3 separate regions of the Mus musculus genome follow, and all the other regions are linked to region 3. The links are chromatin contacts, called in public HiChIP or PLAC-seq maps. All regions are on one chromosome and are shown on one strand. Each heading gives the region's core, a stretch centred on a gene start, on an enhancer-like site or on the middle of the called end of the contact. The rest is flanking DNA. Distances are from core to core; before and after follow the strand shown. Region 1 has its middle 40 kb from the start of Arl4c. Region 2 holds the start of Platr5 (pluripotency associated transcript 5). Region 3 overlaps Agap1 (ArfGAP with GTPase domain, ankyrin repeat and PH domain 1).

The links. HiChIP or PLAC-seq counts read pairs in DNA pulled down with a chosen protein or histone mark.
Region 1: a contact with region 3 is called in an H3K27ac HiChIP or PLAC-seq map of the NIH/3T3 cell line, with 5 times the contacts expected there. The contact joins two enhancer-like sites. A contact is called at or near these places in 4 of 115 datasets of contacts at active chromatin or transcription factors (the NIH/3T3 cell line, astrocytes, bone marrow-derived dendritic cells and 1 more).
Region 2: an H3K4me3 HiChIP or PLAC-seq map of forebrain shows a contact between it and region 3, with 4 times the contacts expected there. The contact joins the promoter of Platr5 here to the enhancer-like site in region 3. A contact is called at or near these places in 6 of 115 datasets of contacts at active chromatin or transcription factors (craniofacial prominence, embryonic forebrain, embryonic hindbrain and 3 more).

Annotation. Positions count from the first base shown.
Region 1 is chr1:88,660,451-88,664,446 of GRCm38.p6, forward strand. No RefSeq gene overlaps it. Among named protein-coding and RNA genes, the nearest start is that of Arl4c, 40 kb to the right of the region's middle. Within about 2 kb of position 2,456, at least 45 of the 459 cell types and tissues checked have an H3K27ac peak or open chromatin away from gene starts, as enhancers often do. A contact at or near this core is called in the NIH/3T3 cell line, where this site is marked.
Region 2 is chr1:88,753,327-88,757,597 of GRCm38.p6, forward strand. It overlaps Platr5 (pluripotency associated transcript 5), which reads left to right and starts at 1,564. Exons shown (of 3, transcript NR_040493.1): 1 at 1,564-1,632; 2 at 1,758-1,964; 3 at 2,208-2,407.
Region 3 is chr1:89,575,213-89,579,040 of GRCm38.p6, forward strand. All of the region lies in intron 1 of Agap1 (ArfGAP with GTPase domain, ankyrin repeat and PH domain 1), which reads left to right. The region is part of intron 1 of Gm41914 (a long non-coding RNA gene); the gene reads right to left. Among named protein-coding and RNA genes, the nearest start is that of Gm41914, 3.8 kb to the right of the region's middle. Within about 2 kb of position 2,004, at least 198 of the 459 cell types and tissues checked have an H3K27ac peak or open chromatin away from gene starts, as enhancers often do. A contact at or near this core is called in the NIH/3T3 cell line, craniofacial prominence, embryonic forebrain and 2 more, where this site is marked.

The DNA.
Region 1 (3,996 bases), core at 1,206-3,705, 910 kb before region 3:
GACAATGTGAAATGTCCTGTCCTCAAACCCAGTTAATAATAATAATAACTTAAACACTCCTGACAGGAAGGTTTGGGGCAATATTTCTTGACATAGTATGTTTAAATTAACTGGGGAAAACAACTACAATAAAGAAAAGCCAAAAAACGATAACAGCAAAATCCATGCTAGCTGTAGAGTTTCTCATTGGCAGAGTGGGAAGCTTTTCCTATCTGAAGGCAGCAAGTTATATCCTCAGCCTCAGGCCCAGCCAAGCAAGAACCATAAACAGCAAAGATGGAGCAAAGCCAAGCAGATGCCAATGGCTCCGGGTTCCTGGCAATCTCTGCCTGCTGTTTGTTTCCTGTCCAGATGTCATAGCCATTGGTACGTGACAATCCTACCCGACTGATGCAAAGAGCGCTTGAAGCAACACTATCCAAAAAACAACAAATGTGCATTGAAAACACAAACTCACACAGGATAATGATGATAGGCCTGCAGAAGAATCCAGGACAAAGTAGAACCCTACAGTACTTCAGAGATGGGAAGGATGTTTGCTGGTGAAATTAAGTCTAGGATTTCACACTAGGAATATTGCCATGGTAGTTAATTTTTAAAACATTTTTATTCAAGGCCAGCCTGGTCTACTCACTCTGTAGAGTGAGTTCTAGGACAGCCAGGGCTACACAGAGAAACACTGTCTTTCAAAACCAAAAACCAAAAACAAAACAAACAAAAAAACCACCCCATTTTTATTTATTTTCTCTCTCTCCCCCTCCCCCTCCCCCTCCCTCTCTGTGTATTGATTGATAAGGGGTCAGAAGCAGATATTGAATGGGTTTCTTGGAACTAGAGCTATAGAAGGTTGTGTGCTGCCCGTGGGTACTAGGAATCGAATCTGGGTCCTCTGGAAGAGCAGCAAGTGCTCTTAACCACAGAGCCATCTCTCTGGTACCATCATGCAGTTCTTAAATGCAACCACAAAGTCCTTACGAAAGAGAGGTGGGTGGATTTAACAGATGAAGATGGTGATGAGCTCATAGTGGCAGAAATGGGTGTTGTCAGAAGTCAAGGAATTTCAAATCCTCTAGAAGCTGAATGAGGCACAGAATGGGTTCTTCCCTATAGCTATAGGAGAGAGGGTAGCACTGTCTGTGCCTTGATTTAGGCCCAGTGAAATGGATTTTTGACTCTTGGCCTCCAGAGCTGTTAAGAAAATAACTTGCTATTGCTTTTTACCAGTAGTCTGGTGATTCTAACAGCCACAGGAAACAAATACAATTGACCCTCTCTGATGATTAGTCTTGATTGACAACTCAATAGGATTTAGAATCTAAATGGAAACCAACCTCTGAGTGTTTCTGTGAGGGAGTCTCTAAGTTAGGTTAGTGGAGGTAGAAGGGATCCTCTGTAAATGTGGGCCGCACTGTTCCGTGAGCTGGGGTCCCTGACTGAAGAGAGAAGGGAACAGGGCTTCGGCATTCATATCTCTTTGGCTGTGAATGGAACGGGACTAGCTGCCTCTCTATCCTACCGTTATGCCTTCTGCAGCCATGGTGGACCATAGCCCTTTGAATTGTGAGCCAGAATAAACCTCTCCTTCCCTAGGTCGTTCTTGTCTGCTATTTTGTCACAGCAAGAAGAGAAGTAGCCAATACAGCCTTCTAGACAATCCTTAAGATGTGAGAAAAAAATCACATCTGACGTGGACAGGAAGCAATTTCCAGGATTGCAGATCCCAATCTGAGATATTCTCAAAGGCCTCACTGAGCCTCTGAAAAGGTCCTATCTGCTGCTGTTAGCATATCTATACTGCAGCCATGATTTCAAGCCATGTTCCTTACTGTAGATATCCTCCACCTAGAGTACTTTAGGAAGACCTTGTCATACTCTTTAATTTTCCAGAAACCTTGGATGGTCCAACTAAGCAGATCTGAGGTAACATGGCTAGTGGCTGCAGGGGTGGGGGCTCGAGTTTCTGGTTATGTATAATCCAGGAATCTGTTTATAATTGTATAAGACCTCTGTCCATCCCATCTCTGTATCAGAAACACAAGCAGATCTATTTAATGTTGATGTTTGAGGTTCAGAAAACAGTAAACCAGAATATCATGGAATTCCCTGAAGCCCAGTTTTCCGGGATAAAATGCATGAAACTGGAAGCTGGAGGTAGACCAGATGATCTGCTAGATCTGTGTGCCTCATCTGTTTAGGACCTCCAGGGCTTCTTTAAGCATCCTTGGAAAAAAATGAGACAGTGCATATAGACTAAACTCAACCGTCATCCTGACCTACACACATCTGCTCTCTGGTGCTTCCATCTCCTCTTTCCCTTACAGACATAAGAGTGTTCCAGAAAATCAAACTGCCAAACCGAAGAAGCCTACTATCGAGACTATATTCTGATGCATTGGATTGCCATCACCTCTCATTAGCAGCAAAACTTATGGCTTGGTCTTCCAGCTAACACTCCCTGCCCCGGTCCCGTGCCCATTAGCAGTCCAGAGTGCATGAATCACTATACAAACAGTTCATGCCCCTGTACCACTGCAAGCTAAACAAATTCTTTCCATGTGAGCCTTAATGTTAAAAAAAAAAAAAGAAAAAAAGAAAAAGATATGCAGGAAAGAAAGATCATTTTGAAAAGAACTCCAGAAAGAAAAGGAAATGAGAGTCGTGTTGGCCATGTGCTAGAAGGGCCTGGCCAGACTTCCTTCCTTCATGATTGCTGCTGTGGCTGCCTCTTAGGAAGGGCTCTCCGTGAAAGGCTGCAGGGTCAGTGCAGAGGCAGGAGTAGCAGAATGTGCTAGAATGTGGCCAAGGACAGAAAGCATGAAAATGAAGTAAAAGATGCAAAAGATGCTGTATGGAACAGTGAGCTCCTTGTCTGTAATCCCAGCTCACTAGTGGCTGAGGGAAATCAGGAGTTCAAGGCCAGCCTGAGCTACATGTTAAACTATTCACAAAGCTTCAGCCAGAACTATCAATTAGGTGCCGAGGCTAGCAATAGGAAAAAGGCAGGGTTCAGCTCAGAAGGCGGGCCAAGGAAACATCAAGGTGGAGAGAGCTTGTCCAACTGACTTAAAATAGGTTTTCCCTGCTAAAGGCAGGTAGGGTTGAGATATCCCTAAACTATCCACAGGATTCTTTCTGCAGCTGAGCCCTGCAGGTCCCAAAGAACAAATGCACAGAAGAGACTGACACAAGTTTGGTCAGAGGCCATATGCCAGGGCGAGGAGAAACTCCTCTTTTTCCTTTTTAAATTGACACCCCTCCCTCTCTTCCATTTCTATCCTTCTGGCATCTAACTTTCTATTTCCCGAGGTGTTGAGTGTGTCCTGAGTGGCCGAAAATCCAGAGCAGGATGTTCAAGACCCATGAGTAGGACTGTGGCCTGTGAGTCAAACCTTTGGGAAGTCATAGCTATTCCCTGACTTCTCATATTTCCAGGATCTGAGCTTGCCTATCTCTGGACCTTCTTACCTCCGCTCAACCCTGCCTTCTCTCTCCTCCCACCTTCTGAACAGAAGCTAGCTCTACCCTTCTGGGCTCCCAGGTTGGCCCTCTCTATTCTTAATCCAGTCCCACAGAAAAGTTGCTTAACAGTTAGCCTATTATTTCTTTTTCGGATTGTGGCTGGGGTGCAGACAATCTTTACAGTACAGTGAGTTGTTTAGCAGAGTCTTTTCTTTGAGAAAGTTACATTTGCAGCCACTCAGTCATTAGAAATGTGAAGAAATGCCATCTTGATATATAGAGGAACCATGATGACTAGCCTAGGCAATACCCACCCCCCCACCCCCCCCCCACACCAAATATCCATCCATCGGGACCTAGGATGAGCATTTGGGGGATACAGGCTCTTTATACATGCAATAAATTGAGATAAGGTCACCCTTGATCTAAGGGGGGAATATAAACCCAATCCCCTCATCACATGTCTAGAATCCCTAGCTCCTGCAACCCCAACAGGCAGACCCAGCCACCTATGTCTTTGTTACCTCAGAATAATTG
Region 2 (4,271 bases), core at 314-2,813, 820 kb before region 3:
TCTCTGCATTTTGACTAGTTGTGACTTTATGCAATGGTCTCTGTCTGCTGCCAAGAGAGGCTTCTTGGATGAGGAGGGGTGAGAACTTATCCGTGGGTATAAGGGTAAGCATTTAGGAATTATACCGGTTTAGTGTTTTATTTCTTAATTCTGCTTTAACTTAAGCTGGCTAAGAACAGCCACAATCATCTGAGAAATCTCTCTCTCTCTCTCTCTCTCTCTCTCTCTCTTGCAGTCATGGCTCATGGCTGTTAATAGCAACCATAACTTTTCCATCTCGAGAGTTTTACCAATAACAAGATGTCAGACTTCTGGGAGCAATAAAAACCAACAGATTCGGTGAGGATGCTCCCAACTGCTTCTCCTGGGTGCTTCTTCATTTTCACAAGACACACCCCAGCAAGGCCAAACTTGCCCAGGATGGATCAGCCTTCAGAAATTAGGGGGTGCTGGGGAGAGGGCTTAGGGGTAAAGAAGTTTTCTTGGTCTTCAGCCCTAGAGCTCACGCAAAAGCCAGGGTGGGGGCCTGTGCTTGCAATCCTAACACTGTAGAGGCAGAGACAAGCTGATCCTGGACCCTCCTTGGCCAGCAAGCCTAACACCTGGTGGGTTCCAGGCCAGTAAGAGACCCTGTCTCACAAGTGTGATGAATGGTGCTTGAGAAATGACATCCAGGGCTGATTCTCTGACCTTAAATGGATATCATATAGCTGTGTGTGTGTGTGTGTGTGTGTGTGTGTGTGTGTGTGTGTGTGTGTGTGTGAGTGGGGAAGTGGGTGAGCAGAGACAGTCCTTGCAAAACAAGTGGGGATCAGAAAGTAAATTATGTCCTTAATTACACTTGGAAATATTTAGTCAGGTGTGTTAGTACACACCTTTAATGCCAGCACTTGGGAGGCAGATGTAAGGGCATCTAAGTGAGTTTGAGGCCATCCTGGTCTACAGAGTGAGTTCTGGGGTAGCCAGAGCTACATAATAAAGAGATTCTGTCTCAACAAAAACCCAACCAACCAACCAAACAAACAATTGGAAATTGTTTTTAAATTGTTTATTAAAGAAGAAAATCACATCCCACTTTCCATAGCTACTCAAGAACCCAACACAAACACATACCCAACAGAGAACCTAAGCTCAGACAGCATGAGCAGCCGTGCCTTGGCAAGCTGGGCAGGAACGTTCATTCACACAGAGATGCTCTAGGGACTTAATCAGTATCCCAGGCCTTGTGCAGAATGCACACCTTGATGCCTTCCCCCACGGCCCTGCAGATTTGCCAGACTAGAATTCCACCTTCAGTTCATCTGCTGGGCTCTAACTCACCAGAGACTCTATTTCCAGGTGAATTGTGTGACTTGACTATTCCTCTCAGAACCTGGCAGGTATCCTTCAGGGCCGGCAAGGGTGAGGTTCTCCCCCAAACTCTTTATAAAGTATCTATTTTGATGTTCTCCTGGAGGGTCACTGTGGTGGTTTGAATATGCTTAACCCAGGGAGTGGTGCTATTGGGAGGTGTGGTCTTGTTGCAGTAGGTGTGGCCTTATTGGAGGAAGTGAGTCACTGTGAGGGTGGGCTTTGAAACCCTCCTGCTAGCCACATGGCATCCAGTCGGCTCCTGGATTCCTTTGGATGAAGGTGTAGTAGAACTCTCAGCTCCTCCTGCACCATGCCTGCTTGGAAGCTGCCATGCTTTCCGCCTTGATGATACTGGACTGAACCTTTGAACCTGTAAGCCAGCCCCAATTAAATGTTCTTTTTAGGAGTTGCCTTGGTCATGGTGTCTGTTCACAGCAGTGGAAACCCTAATTCAGACAGTAACCTAGCAGCCTCCCCTGACTCTAAACAACATGATGGGCTGACAGATAATGTCTTTCTCGCTGGAGGTCTTGGCCACCCCCAAACCCAGCTGAAGAGGGAATTGGTCTGGAGCAAAGCCTGTGAGCCAAAGGTGTGTGTGCTGATCCGAGGTAAGAGGAAATAAACATGGAGCCATGTTTTTCTTTTCTCCCAGACGGGTAAGAGAGAGTCTAGGCTCAGTCCTAAGCCAGGCATGGCCGCCAGCCACCATAATTCCCAGGCTGAACCATGGAAAAGTAAATCTTATGCCCCAGTCCAGCTAATTCTTAATAAAAAGGGAGGAACTGTGCCCTCCCTTAGCCTTGTGTGGGCTGAATCAGACCTTGTCTGCCACAGTTGGTTATCTCCCCTAGGATGGAGTCTTCTGACCGAGGTGAAGTCTATTGTCCTGCCACATCTGCAGCTTCCTGCAAGAAGCCACCACCTGCTGAGCAGCTGAGCTTGCTTTCCTGACGAGATGCTGACAAAGCAGGAAGGAGATCCTGGCAAAGAGGGGGATGGATTTCCCCCCCTTTAAAAATTCAGACTCAAGAATTAAAGTTGAACCTTGATCAGAGAACTTGGTCTTGGCTCCTTATTTCTCTTGCTGTCCTTCCCATCCATCGCCAGCTTTCTTTTCAGGAACCCAGTACCCCGTGGCTGCTGTCGGCTACAGTCTCACTCTCTCCATCCTCCTTGGGAGATTCATCTTGTCCCTGTTTCCTAAGCCCCTGTAAGAAGTAGTTGTAAATTTTCTTACAAACCTAATTTTCTGCCCGGAGATCATAGCAACTTATCTGTTTCTCAGTCCTGCCTGTTTTAAAATCAGCTTTCCCCAATACTCCTGTGGTTCCAATCTGTGGGCAGTAATTTGACACTAACCACAAAGAGCCAGTGTCCCTCTCCCCCACCCCCGCCCCCATGATAAACTTATATCTCAGGAAAAAATAAACAAACAAAAGCAAAACAAAACAAAAAAAAAACCCAAACTTTACATGGTCAAAGAGTTACATAACATTTAATTATCAACTTTCTTGAAATTAAGAGAGGAGCTGTTGGAAAGCGAGCTACCGGCCAGCAGGAGTGATGACTATTGGCTCAGGAGGGTTAACTGCTGAGCCAGACACTGCTTTCAATGCCTTTTGGTGGGCAAAATAAAGATAGTTCTCAGTAGCTACCTTCAGTGAGAAATGAAGACAGACCTGTGCTCAAGGCACAGAAAAGGAAGACAGAACTAACTCTCCACAATCTTATCTATCCTCAGGAGAGGGGACATGGCAGAGCTGGGGTGTGGGGATTTCAGGGCCAGGTCCCACTCTAACCATTTGGCCGCATGATATGTTTGCTGTGCAGGATGTGTGAAAGCCAGAGGCAGAGGTACTTGTCACTGTCGTCAGGAAAAAAATCTACCAAAGACAGAAAAATTATCTGGAGGCTCCAGCGCACTTGCCCTGCTTCAGACACAAACATAATCAGTTACTCCCGCTATTGTGTCCAAAATGATACCGGGATGTATATGTCTTAATTCTCAGAAAATTAAGCATTCGACTGTTGAAGCCACATGACTTCTCTCACACAAATTAGATTTCCTCCACCCCAGGGATTCTGACCCATAGCGTTGTCACTTCCGCCAGGGCCACAAGGGGGTGCTGTGGACGACCAGCCCGAGTTGATGGAAGGAGGCCCATTCACTTCCCCTGTAGGAGCCAGAGCCACACTGTGACATTTCAGTCAGTTTAACACCACTCAGCAACATTTCCAACCACTCTGAGGGTGTGAGCCTCCGGGCTCCACTGAGTATAAAAGCTCCCCTCAAAAGGGACATGAGAGCCAAACATGTGTTCCTAATGGGCACACCAGGGGTGACAAGGGCTCTATTCCATTGCTAGGACAACCCTGCTCCCGGGCTGGCGAACCAGGCCCACCCATCAGTCCATCCATCCCATGGTTCACTACAACTCCAGGCGAAGCCTCATCGGGTGCTAGTAAAAAGAAATCTCTATGCTTTCCTTGGAAGAATAAGTCAAGTCCCTCTCCACTGCCGGTTACATTGCTCTTCACTGGATTGTGTGCGGCTAAGGCTAAAAGGAAGACTCCATCCGCCAAGGCCCACAGTGAGAGAGTGCGCTCCACTTCCTGAAGAGTGGGAGGTGTTTGGCTGCAGTCTCCAGCGGGTTTCAGAATCCTGTCTAACCATCCGTTTTCATTACAAACCCCCTCCTTTGAGTCAGAGAAATTACAGCTCACAGACTTGGCTAATTTACATGCTTCCCAATTATATACCTTGATGCAAACAAGAGAATTCAAGCGTTTAGTAGCAACAATGGCTGAAGACTGGAATAAGCCAAGCCCCTTAATCATCATCAGGGGGATTCTGACTTGTAGGCTGACACAAACAAAGGAAGACGTCCAGGCTGGGTGGTTGGAGCTGGAAGTCT
Region 3 (3,828 bases), core at 754-3,253:
GCCTTACTGGTACTCAGGCCAGCTCCATGTACAGACACCACTAGCAGCAGGTGAACAGTTGGCCTCTTGTTGGAAGTCAGTCAGCACCTAGCAGGACTGACAGGTCTCCCTTGCTTGGTGGCTCAGCCTTCTGCAGCTGGAGGATACATGTCCTGGCCACTGCATCATGTAGGGTGTGTATCACCTCCTGTGGAGCTTACCTGACATCAAGGACTCCCTGGGACTGAGCTAGACTATACTCTATACTACCAGGGCACTAAGACTTCTTGTGCTTTCCCCTCACATTGGGGGACCGTTACCCGTTGGTCCTGTCAGTGCTGCTTTCTAGCAGGAGGTAGAGGGCAGCGCTTTGTCCTGGAGTCAAGCCAAATTTGGTTTTGGTAAGTTTCCCTGACCAGACTTCCTTCCTTGTTAGTGTCTAAAATGTGGTAACATTGTCACTGAGGTGACAGCCAGGAACCTCCAGTCACAATGGAAATGCTTACAGAAGCACACTGCCAGCAGGTGTCTGGCCACACACAGTCTCTGGCCTGTTGACAGCCTTGACTTTTGTGGCTGCTCCATGAGGAATGGCACAGGCAGCGTGACGGTCGGTGCTCAGAGGACCTGTGGTCCTGCCTCCTGCTTAGTCAGCATGTCCCTGCCCTGAAGAGGAGTATACACTCCCTTCTTGACTAAGCCATCAGGTTCAGCAGTGCTTTATTCACATTTCTCCCTGTATCTTTGGGGGAGCTGGATATGGGGACTGAACCCAGGGCCTTGCACCTGCTAGACAGCAGACATTCCATTAATGAGCCAAAACCCTATGGCTGTATTTTTGTTTTGAGACAGGGTCTTGCTCAGTTACCTAGAGGAACTTGAACTACTTCTGTGGCCCACAAATGCCTCAAGTTAGCAGTCCCTCCTATCTTAACCTCTCGAGTCTCTGGGATAACAGGCCTGACAAGATTCTATTTGCAACCTTCAGCTTATAAAATACGAAAGCTGGGGTCCCCACATACTGCATCATCCAAGGCTGGGACAGTACACAGAACACAAATCTCAAATCAGAAGTCCTCTGAAACAGCCGTCCTGATGGGATGGAGACTCATGCTGAGAAGATCTGAAGATGACATACAGCATCGCCCTGTCAGGCAGCCAGCTACCAGAAGCTAGCTCCCAAAGCCCAGCAAGAAGTTCTCTGTGGCTCTGGGCATCTGTGCCCAGGGAAGGACCATGCGTTGTGATGTCTGCTGCCAGCAGACAAGCATCTAAGAGACTGTGACCCTGATTACTAGCTATCAAATTGTGTTTTTTGGAAAGTTGGCCTGTGAATCAGGCGATTCCTCTGCTGACTTGCAAAGAGGTTCCTCTAAATAAAGCTTATAGGCTCTAACCAGTACTTGCAAAATCTATTGTTCATGAAAGAGGCATAACTGATGACCTGCTAGAAATGGCACTGGACGTAGGCCTAAGGCTTCTGTAAGCTTAGGGCTGAGGTGGGTGGCCAGCTGCCAAGGTGAGGAATTAGGGGATCAGCAGGGCTATTTGGACCCACTAGACTTTTCTTATTCAGACAATTGAATCCCTGCAGTGCCCAAGCCATGCCCGTGTGCTATTGAAGGATAGAGCAGAGAGATCAAGGACACACTCTGTGTGAGTGTGTTCTAAAATGGTGATATGCTATATGGTATGTATGGGAAATCCAAGATGTGGTCTGGTAGTATCCATTTAGGGACACCCAACAAAATAGTCCAGGAGCACTCAGCAAGCCTTGTGAAGCATTTCCTTTGAGCAGAGGCAGGTCTGGCTTTGTGCTGGGGATTTAGGTTTTGGAGTGACAGGCTCAGGATCCTGTGTCTTCTGAGACTGGGAGAGCCCAAGTCTCCAGGGCTGCGGGGAGAGGCCACACGCTATGACAGGGACATGTAGGCCTTCAGGGGGTGTTTAGGACTGGCTGTGGGGCTCCTGCTTCCTCCTGCTTAGAGTGCAGAGAGAGAGAGAGAGCAGCAGCTTGGCAGGCTGGGTGCTCTGAGTCTCCCTGGGAGACTGTGTGTCATCTGAGGTGGATGGAATGGATTCTTCTACTCTGCAGCTTGCATCCTTGTAGGGTAATGCACAAAACCTGGGATGGATTCCATACCAAGAAAGAATAACGGCAGCGGTTATCAACCTGCCTAATGCTGAGACCCTTTAATACAGAGTCTCAACCTTAAAACTATTTTGTTGCTACTTCATAACTGTATTTTTGCAGCTGTTGTGAGCCATAATGTAAACATCTGTGTTTTCTGATGCTCTCAGGCAACCCCTGTTAAAGGGTCATTTGCTCTCCAAAGGTGTAGTGACCCACAGGTTGAAGACCACTGCTGTAAAGCTGTAAAGGAATTCCAAATCCCCCCCCCCCACACGCACCCTCATTTTGTGAAGTATGCTTCAGGTAATAAGGGACATGTGTCTCCCTTTCTTTACTATGCACTAGATGCTATTAAGGTTCATGGTGGCATTTCCCAGAAGCCTTGTTCATACACACTGAGAGTTAGCCTCCAGCTCCAGTGACCCCAGGGTTGCGGCCCTCTCTTTCCTGTGGGCAGCTCCCATATCTCATCTTGAAGATCTGGGGACCTGGAATTTTCGAGCCACTGTACTGCTGTAAGGCTAGGTTGTGGCCAGGTCCTAGTGGCACTGACTTATTAGATGAGTGGCATGTTGGCTACTGTTGCCACTCTGAGACTTCCTCCACCGTTTCTTTCAGTCCTAAAATTACAAACATCATTTTTATAAGTTTGTGAATTCCTCGAGGCAAGAGAACCCTGTCTTGTCCTTTTGTATGTAGTATAACATACACACACACACACACACACACACAGTCTCTTTATGAATAAATAAGTCCATAGAAAAACAATGAAAATATGTTAATAATACTTCCTGGTTATACCAGGAGTTTAATTTTTAATGGTGCCTAGGCCAGTACTGGTCACGCTTTTCTGCTCTTTGTCGCCAATGAAGCTGCTGAAACAAAAGACGTGAATGCAGACCGGGGCACTGAGAGTCTGACTCCAGTTCCATTCTCACCCAGGAGCTGTGCACTCAGTCATGGAGAACTCAGCCTGAGCTCTGAGCCTCAGCATCCTCCTAACTGGATAGAGGTAGACATTTTAACATGCTTCATGCCTGCCTTCATGCCTTTAGAATAGCTGGTGGCTCTTGAGTTTTATCAGAGAGCTGCTTTATTCAAACAGAGGATGTCATGGCCTTGACCTTTGAATGGTCTGTCTGAAGGACCATTGTAGAGACGAAGAGTTTCAAACAAAATGTCTACCTTGCCCATAACTGATGGTAGGGATCTTGTAGTTGAGGTAGACGTCACCGGTGGTGGCTAGCTATATTTTGAAATCTTTGAAAATGAAATACAGGTTGGAAAGATGACTGAGTGGGAGAAGTACTTGACATACAAACATCAGGGCAGGACTTTGGACTCCCAGGACCCACTTAAATGTCAGGTGGATGTGGTAGCCCACCTATAATCTCAGTACTGAGGAGACAGAGTTTGGGAGATCCATGGAACATGCTGGCTAGCTAGACTAGCCAAATCAAGTTCTTTGTTCCAGTGAGATACCCTACCTTCATGTATAAAACGAGGAGTTGCTGAGAGGAAGGATATTGACCTGGGGCCTTCACGTGCAGATGCACCTCCCCCATATACTCCTACCCGACGTGTGCTTGCCCACAGGCAGGCAATAAGTAAAGGAGTCACGTAGAAGCGTTTCTAATAGTTTGCCATTAAAATCCAGGTGTCATAGACTTCAGTTCCGGGAGACCCGACTCATTCATTCATCCTTCCACCACTGT